2 separate regions of the Mus musculus genome follow, and region 2 is linked to region 1. Evidence: chromatin contacts called from public promoter capture Hi-C data. All regions are on one chromosome and are shown on one strand. Each heading gives the region's core, a stretch centred on a gene start, on an enhancer-like site or on the middle of the called end of the contact. The rest is flanking DNA. Distances are from core to core; before and after follow the strand shown. Region 1 holds the start of Pcdh8 (protocadherin 8). Region 2 has its middle 88 kb from the start of Gm31776.

Region 1 (3,896 bases), core at 943-3,442:
ATCCCACCTCATGTTCCCTCCAGGTCCAGGCCAACACATTCTCTGCCTTGATAGCACAGTGCCAGAGACAACGAAGGTTCCCAGGTTGGCTGCTGTCCATCACTAAGGTTCCGAACCTGTTTGGGTGTGGGTCTGAGAGAGGCCATAAAGGAAGAGGGAGTGAGCCTGGAAAAGCCAAGAGTCAAGTGTGGGTCCAGGTCAGGGTGGTCTGGGGTTCGAAAAAAGACTGAGCATTCATACAATATTTATCTCTCCACCCAGGGTGAGAGCCAAAACCTAAAATGGCACTAGACAGAGAGAGAGAGAGAGAGAGAGAGAGACAGAGAGAGACAGAGACAGAGAGAGAGACGGAGAGAGAGAAAGACAGAGAGACAGGGAGAATAGAAATTAAGGTTCTGTAGGAGTGTTGCCTTTCTAATGTCTCAGTGGCTTCAGACATCTGGCCTCACTGCCTGCAAATACCAGCACTGGAAGGTGGAAAAGATGAAGGGAGCCCCCAAACTACCCACTGCCCCTCCTCAACCCCATAAAGATTTTTATTTAATGGCTCAGAATGCATTTCCTGCAATCCCAAACATCCCCTATCCCCTCCAGTGCACTGTCCACCCAGTCCTACCTCTCAGGTATTCTCCCTACTCGGGGCAAACCCCTGCTCCTCTTCTGAAAGCGGTCCAAATGAGTCTGAAGGGAAGAGACCTGCAAAAGGCCCTTACAGAAGGAACATGGTCCAGATTCCGAAGAATAGAGGCCCAATGCAACATGCTTAGCAAACTCATTGTCTTTATTTCTCCAAGTGTGTGACTTGTGTTTGTAACTCTCCCTTCTTCCTGTGTATTTACATCGCCTGTTCAATAGAGTCCTTCGGTAAGAATCAATAAGAATCAGTCTTGTTCCAGGTTGGCACAACCTGTCCTTCAGCTCCGGGAGTGGAGATACCTGGATACCTACGGAGGCATCTCGAGGACCCCAGCCAGGGAAAGTGGTAATGCTGAAGTTCTACGGTTTCATAGGCAGATGGCTAAGTTACCCCAGGTTCCTGCCAGGTTTCAACGTCACGCTGTGATTTTGTTCTTCTGGAACAGGGCGAGTGTTGCTTCCAGAGAGGCCCTATTAGAACAGAAAGCAAATCCTCTAAATAGGCGGAACAAGGCATCAGGAGGAAAACGATCTCTAAATGCACTTTAGTAGGAACCCGGTATTGTGTGGGATTCAGCGCCCATCACCGTTTAGCCTGAGAGTTATGGCACGGATTGAGGGTGAATAGAGAGGCATAATGGAGACATGTGGCGTTTGCTCATTATATTCAAGTTAGCCCAACTCTACTGTGGAAACTGTTCAACTTTCTCTCCCCCTCTAGCTTGTCATAGTGAAATAATACAGACATCGGGGCCTCCAATGGGATCGCCTGCCACGCCATTCTATTTCCACTACTAACGAGGGCTTCATAAGCCTTTGATACAGTCTGATCTTTGAAACCTTTCCAAATCTCCTCAAGCTTATGCTAAATCCTATTTGGAACTTTATTTTTCCTTGCCTGCTAGCACCTAGGGCTTAAGGAAGCCATTTGAACAGTGACATGCATACTAACGTGTATCGCAGGGCTCTTTTCTGAAAGGCAAGTGGCACCGGTGCTCACACGAGCAAAACACAATTGCGTACACAAATGTGAATAAAATCAGTTTTGCTCTACCCTTCACTCTTCTTCATCGACAGGTTATTCCCCACACCGGTGGGAAGCTGAGGGAGGAGGCGAACAGAGAGCCTCGCTCCCCAGAGCAAGTTTTGAAGCCTTTAAAATGCAAAATAAAGGGGCGGATGGGGGGTAGGATGTGAGACCCGGAGCTTCTGAAGAGAAACCCAGCTTGTTCGGGCTTAGTACCCGCAGCGGCGGGCAGAAGAGACCGGGTGCCTGGCACCCAATTTCCAAAAATCATCAGCTTCGTTTACTTCAGAGCCCAGTGCTAACTCATTGCAAGCAAGGTGCTAACAGAAAATGGGAGCAGGAGTTTTTAAAACAAAGGAAAGATTCCCTCATTTTCCTTCCCTGTTTTCTCCTCTAAGCCTTTCCACATTAAAGGGATTGTCGGTGGTTGGCGGAGGAGCGGCGCTGTGGCTAAGCGACCATTGGCTGGCCCCTTCCAGTGATTTGCATATCGGCAGCTATAAAGACGGAGGCGGCGCTCGCCAGCGCAGCTCCAGCCCAGGGAAAGGAGGCGGAGGCGCCGAGTGAGGGTGGGTCTGCGCGTCCTCCGAGCCAGCCCGAGCCGGAGCTGCAGCTTTTCCCGCACGGGGCTCGCAGAGCCTGGGACTCACGCTCCGATCTGCACGCCGGGGAAGACTCTTTAGGTTAGCCTTTCGGAATAGCAGTTGGGGATTGGCGATATGAGTCCTGCGAAGCGCTGGGGCAGCCCTTGCCTTTTCCCCTTGCAGCTATTTAGTCTCTGCTGGGTGCTCTCAGTGGCCCAGAGCAAGACAGTCCGATACAGCACGTTCGAAGAGGATGCCCCTGGCACAGTCATCGGAACCCTTGCAGAAGACCTGCACATGAAAGTGTCTGGAGACACAAGCTTCCGCCTGATGAAGCAATTCAACAGCTCTCTGCTCCGGGTACGCGAGGGCGACGGGCAGCTGACCGTCGGGGATGCGGGCCTGGACCGTGAGCGTCTGTGTGGCCCGTCCCCACAGTGCGTGCTGGCCTTCGATGTTGTCAGCTTCTCGCAGGAACAGTTCCGCCTGGTGCACGTGGAGGTGGAGGTGAGGGATGTAAACGACCACGCGCCCCGCTTTCCCCGAGCCCAGATCCCGGTGGAGGTCTCAGAGAGCGCTCCGGTAGGCACACGCATCCCCCTGGAGGTGCCCGTGGACGAGGACGTGGGTGCCAACGGGCTGCAGAGTGTACGCCTAGCCGAGCCTCACAGCCCCTTCCGCGTGGAGCTGCAGACGCGCGCGGACGGTGCCCAGTGTGCGGACCTGGTGCTGCTACAGGAGTTGGACCGCGAGAGCCAGGCCTCCTACAGCCTGGAGCTGGTGGCTCAGGATGGCGGGCGACCGCCGCGTTCCGCCACAGCAGCCCTCAGCGTGCGTGTGCTAGATGCCAATGACCACAGCCCGGCCTTCCCACAGGGTGCCGTGGCAGAGGTGGAATTGGCCGAGGACGCACCTGTGGGATCGCTGCTGCTCGACCTGGACGCTGCCGATCCCGACGAAGGTCCCAACGGCGACGTTGTGTTCACCTTCGGCGCCCGCACCCCTCCCGAAGCCCGCCACCTCTTCCGGCTCGACCCGCGCTCTGGCCGCCTCACCTTGGCTGGGCAGGTGGACTACGAGCGCCAGGACACCTACGAGCTGGACGTGCGGGCTCAAGACCGAGGTCCAGGGCCCCGGACAGCCACCTGCAAGGTTATCGTGCGCATCCGAGACGTCAACGACAACGCTCCTGAAATTTCTATCACTCCTCTGGCCGCCCCGGGGGCTCCAGCCACCTCGCCCTTCGCCGCCGCCGCCGCTGCCGCCGCACTCGGAGGAGCGGACGCGGCCTCGTCGACTGGGTCCGGGACACAGGAAGCCGGTATCACCTCGCTGGTGCCAGAGGGGGCGGCGCGCGAGAGTCTAGTGGCGCTGGTCAGCACCTCGGACAGGGACTCGGGCGCCAACGGGCAGGTGCGCTGCGCCCTCTACGGGCACGAGCACTTTAGGCTGCAGCCGGCCTATGCTGGCAGCTACCTGGTGGTGACCGCTGCATCTCTGGACCGGGAGCGCATCGCGGAGTACAACCTGACGCTGGTGGCCGAAGACCGTGGCACACCCCCTCTTCGCACCGTCAGGCCCTACACCGTGCGAGTGGGGGACGAGAACGACAACGCACCGATCTTCACCAAGCCAGTCTATGAGGTGTC
Region 2 (3,896 bases), core at 702-3,201, 390 kb before region 1:
ATATGACACAGAAATCAGTCTTTCTTTCTTTCTTTCTTTCTTTCTTTCTTTCTTTCTTTCTTTCTTCCTTCCTTCCTTCCTTCCTTCCTTCCTTCCTTTCTTTCTTTCTTTCTTTCTTTCTTTTGTTTTTTGTTTGTTTGTTTGTTTGTTTTCTGGATTTCCAGACCATTACCCATACTGTCTTTCTTTGCATTTCTATATATCCAACCAACCTGCAATAAAATGGTATAATGTATAAAGTAACATGTTTCCTTCTATGCTTACTATAGAAAAATCCATTTGTTTATAAACTACATACATGTAAAAACATTATTTTCTGTGTAGAACAACAACAACCAAAACCATATGCAGCATAAACTAAACTTTAATAATGGCCTTTTATTTAATTTAATAGTTTGTGTATGTGTGTGTGTGTGTGTGAGAGAGAGAGAGAGAGAGAGAGAGAGAGAGAGAGAGAGAGAGAGATGTATCTTTTCTCAGTTTCTCTCCACTTCTGTTTTATGAAACAAGGTCTCACTGAATCTGCAGCTCATCAATTTGGCTCAGCTGGCTGAACAATAAGCTTCAGGAATCTGTCTCTATGCATACACTCTATCCAAGAACTAGGGTTACAGGAGCACACCACCACCCTTGGGTTTTTACTTGGGCTGGGGTCATTGAACTCAGGTCCTCATATGCAGCAGATACTTTCTTTATCAGTTGAGCCCTATTTAAGTTTTTCTAAGCTGCAGCTCCAGGTTTTAGCCACTATACATCCCCTCTCCACCGAGCCATATCCCTCACAATTTCTTAGATTTTTACTACTTTGAAGAAACATTCTTAATATTTATTTATTTATTTATTTATTTATTTATTTTTATGCACAATTTCTCAGTGTAGCCCTGGCTGTCCTGAAACTCACTATGTAAACCAGATTGTCCTTGAACCAAGAGATCCTCCTGCCTCTGCCCAGCAAATTCTTTAAAAAATTATTTTCTTAATGTAAAGTTTTGGTTCTTTTTCTTGGTATCTGGATTTTTCTAGAAATTCGTGGCTGGGGTACACATTTTTTTTTCAATTCTTATTAGATATTTTCTTCATCTACATTTCAAATGCTATCCCAAAAGTCCCCCATACCCTTCACCCCCTGCCCTGCTCCCCTACCCACCCACTCCCACCTCCTGGCCTTGGCATTTCCCTATACTGGGGCATATAAAGTTTGCAAGACCAAGTGGCCTCTCTGCCCAATGATGGCCGACTAAGCCATCTCTGCTACATATGCAGCTAGAGACATGAGCTCTGGGGGTACTGGTTACTTCATATTGTTGTTCCACCTATAGGATTGCAGACCCCTTCAGCTCCTTGGATACTTTCTCTAGCTCCTCCATTAGGAGCCCTGTATTCCATCCAATAGATGACTGTGAGCATCCACTTCTGTATTTGCCAGGCACTGGCATAGCCTCACCCAAGACAGCTATATCAGGGTCCTTTCAGCAAAATCAATTTATGAAATTCTTGGGGAAATGGATGTATCTGGAGGATACCATCCTGAGTGAAGTAACCCAATTACAAAAGAAGTCACTTGATATGCACTCACTGATAAGTGGATATTAGCTCAGAAACTTAGAATAGTCAAGATACAATTTGCAAAATACAGAAAAATCAAGAAGAAAGAAGACCAACGTGTGGATACTTCATTCCTCCTTAGAATAGGGTACACATTTCATTAATGCTGGTTTTATCAAGGGCATTTTATTTTGTCGGAATAGTCCATGGGCATCATGGACTCATATAAGTTTTCTAAACAGAATGGGTCACTTCCTCCAAACCCCAAGACTAGCATTCCTCTTAACTGTGATGAGCACCAAAGTCCCAACAATTACCTTCTCTTCTTATTCTCGACAGCCATACTTCTCTGGTTTCACTTCCTTCATTCTCAAGCTGCATCCTTTCAGGACCATGGTCAGCGCATCACCCCGGAGTTGCTCCATCTCTTGTGGCCTCTGGAAGCTCCACTTGAGTTTGTGAAGGCGTGTCTCTCTGTATCTATGTGTTTATTGTGCTTGGAAGGGGGTCTCTTTTTCTTGTTTGGTTATTTCGTCATATTCAGATTTGTTTGTTTTAGATTTGTCTCATCTTAGATTGTTTTAGTATTATTCCTTAGATGCCCATTTAGTTTTTTAAATTAGAGATAGAAAGGAAGTGGATCTAGACTGGGGGAAAGGGAACTGGGAGGAGGAGCGAGGGAGTAGACCACAATCAGAATATATTGTATGAAGAAAATATACTTTCAATACAAGAAAAAGTTTGAAAAAAAATAAAAATTAAAAATGAGGTACAGAAAAAAAAAAGAAGAAGCAAAAAAGAAAACAAGTTACCTTTCTCAAGCCAACACTTTCCCCCCCTCTGTACTAGCTACTAACTTCTTTCACTAAGTCTCACATATACCTCTCTTTTTGGTTTGTGATCCCACAGGCGAATCAAAATGCAACTCTTGTGTGAGCCAGTACAATGTTAGGCTCATCATTAAAAACCACTGGAAAGAAAAGTCAAGAAGGGGTCAGGGTATCTTCTAATTTCAGGACTTTCCCTCCTATTAATGTTGAGTAGCTTCCATGACAGTAGGCAGCTCTCTGCTATCAGTATATAGGATGCTCAGTGACACAACCACTGCTGTGGCTTCACCCTAATAGGTGGCTTCCTGCTGAACAGTGAGACCTGCATTGCCTGAGTTAAATTCTCTGCTATCCATTGGTTGTATCACAATGTAGGCATTGGCAGGTACTTAATCAGATTTGGTCCTTCTTTGTATACCTCTCTTTCAGCCTTCTAACTACTATCTGCCCCTGCATTTTTATACCTACTTCCTTAAGGGTCTCTTCATACTTTCAAGTGGTAAATACCATTTAATTAGTTCAAAATTTTCAAATAGTATTACATTTCCATGTGTTCAAATTATTATTATGTCTCTTATTCCCTAATTCTTTATTGTTTCATTACTTTTATTATTTCTTAACATCAATCAAACCATGCCAATTAGCTACCTTAGAGAGGCTATGGTGGAGGACAGGGGTCTGATATAATTAAGAAAGAACTCATAACATCACCTTCCTTGCAGGTCAGAACCACACGGAACACAGAGGCTACAGATACCAGTTTCTCCCTCCCAATCCTGCCTCCCACCCCAACATTGAGTGGAGTCTCCACTCAATTGTGCCAGCAATTGATACAGTAATAATCCTTATATTCCTTATTTTATACTATTTAATCTTCATTCTGGAATGTGTTTTGTGACGTTTTTACATTCATCAGTATGTTTTTTAGTCAAGTTTTAGGGTTACTGTGTATGTTTCCTCATCCAGTCTAACAGGAAGAATTCTTCACTCTAGTGAATACACATATTTCATATACTCCTCCTCTCACTTCTGTCTTTCTCTCACCTTTACTCTCTCCATGTTTCACTTCTTAATTATTACTTTCTATAGCTTTAACAATCCTTAAATCTGTAGGCTGTAACACTCTCTCAACTTTCACCTTTGTATTACTTTACTCATTTATATAAATTTCTTTTCAAAATTGGTCTTATCTGCATCCTTACCCATCCTACTTATTAATGGATCAATCAGAACCTTAGTAACTAAAATCTGAACCCACTTAGACTATCCTTGTTGGTTTATTCTCCAACAGTTAGTGACGTCAAAAGGAGATATTGTTGCTAATCAGCTAGTATAGAATTTGCATTGTGCTGATATCCAACAGAAATGGTAGTTCTAAGTATATTTTTCTCAAGTAATACTATAGAGCCCATACTATGCATCCTAAACTCATGCCCTGGGGAGCTGTTTCCTGAACTACGTACCCAACTCTACCACATCCAAGTCCTACTTGAGTATTGCAAATACTTCAACTTTTAAAAA

Evidence for each region. Promoter capture Hi-C pulls out the DNA fragments that hold promoters and counts their contacts.
Region 2: a promoter capture Hi-C map of second pharyngeal arch cranial neural crest shows a contact between it and region 1. The contact joins the enhancer-like site here to the promoter of Pcdh8 in region 1. A contact is called at or near these places in 6 of 39 promoter capture datasets (cranial neural crest, embryonic stem cells, frontonasal cranial neural crest and 3 more), 2 of 484 Hi-C or Micro-C datasets (both in nephron progenitors), 10 of 115 datasets of contacts at active chromatin or transcription factors (VIP interneurons, embryonic basal ganglia, embryonic forebrain and 6 more) and 1 of 9 other capture datasets (embryonic stem cells).

The regions. Positions count from the first base shown.
Region 1 is chr14:79,769,608-79,773,503 of GRCm38.p6, reverse strand. Pcdh8 (protocadherin 8) reads left to right here and starts at 2,192. Exons shown (of 3, transcript NM_021543.4): 1 at 2,192-3,896. The coding sequence starts at 2,383. Gm9748 (predicted gene 9748) reads right to left here and starts at 3,596. Exons shown (of 2, transcript NR_154550.1): 1 at 3,303-3,596; 2 at 762-1,107.
Region 2 is chr14:80,155,241-80,159,136 of GRCm38.p6, reverse strand. No RefSeq gene overlaps it. Among named protein-coding and RNA genes, the nearest start is that of Gm31776, 88 kb to the left of the region's middle. Within about 2 kb of position 1,951, at least 4 of the 459 cell types and tissues checked have an H3K27ac peak or open chromatin away from gene starts, as enhancers often do. A contact at or near this core is called in second pharyngeal arch cranial neural crest, where this site is marked.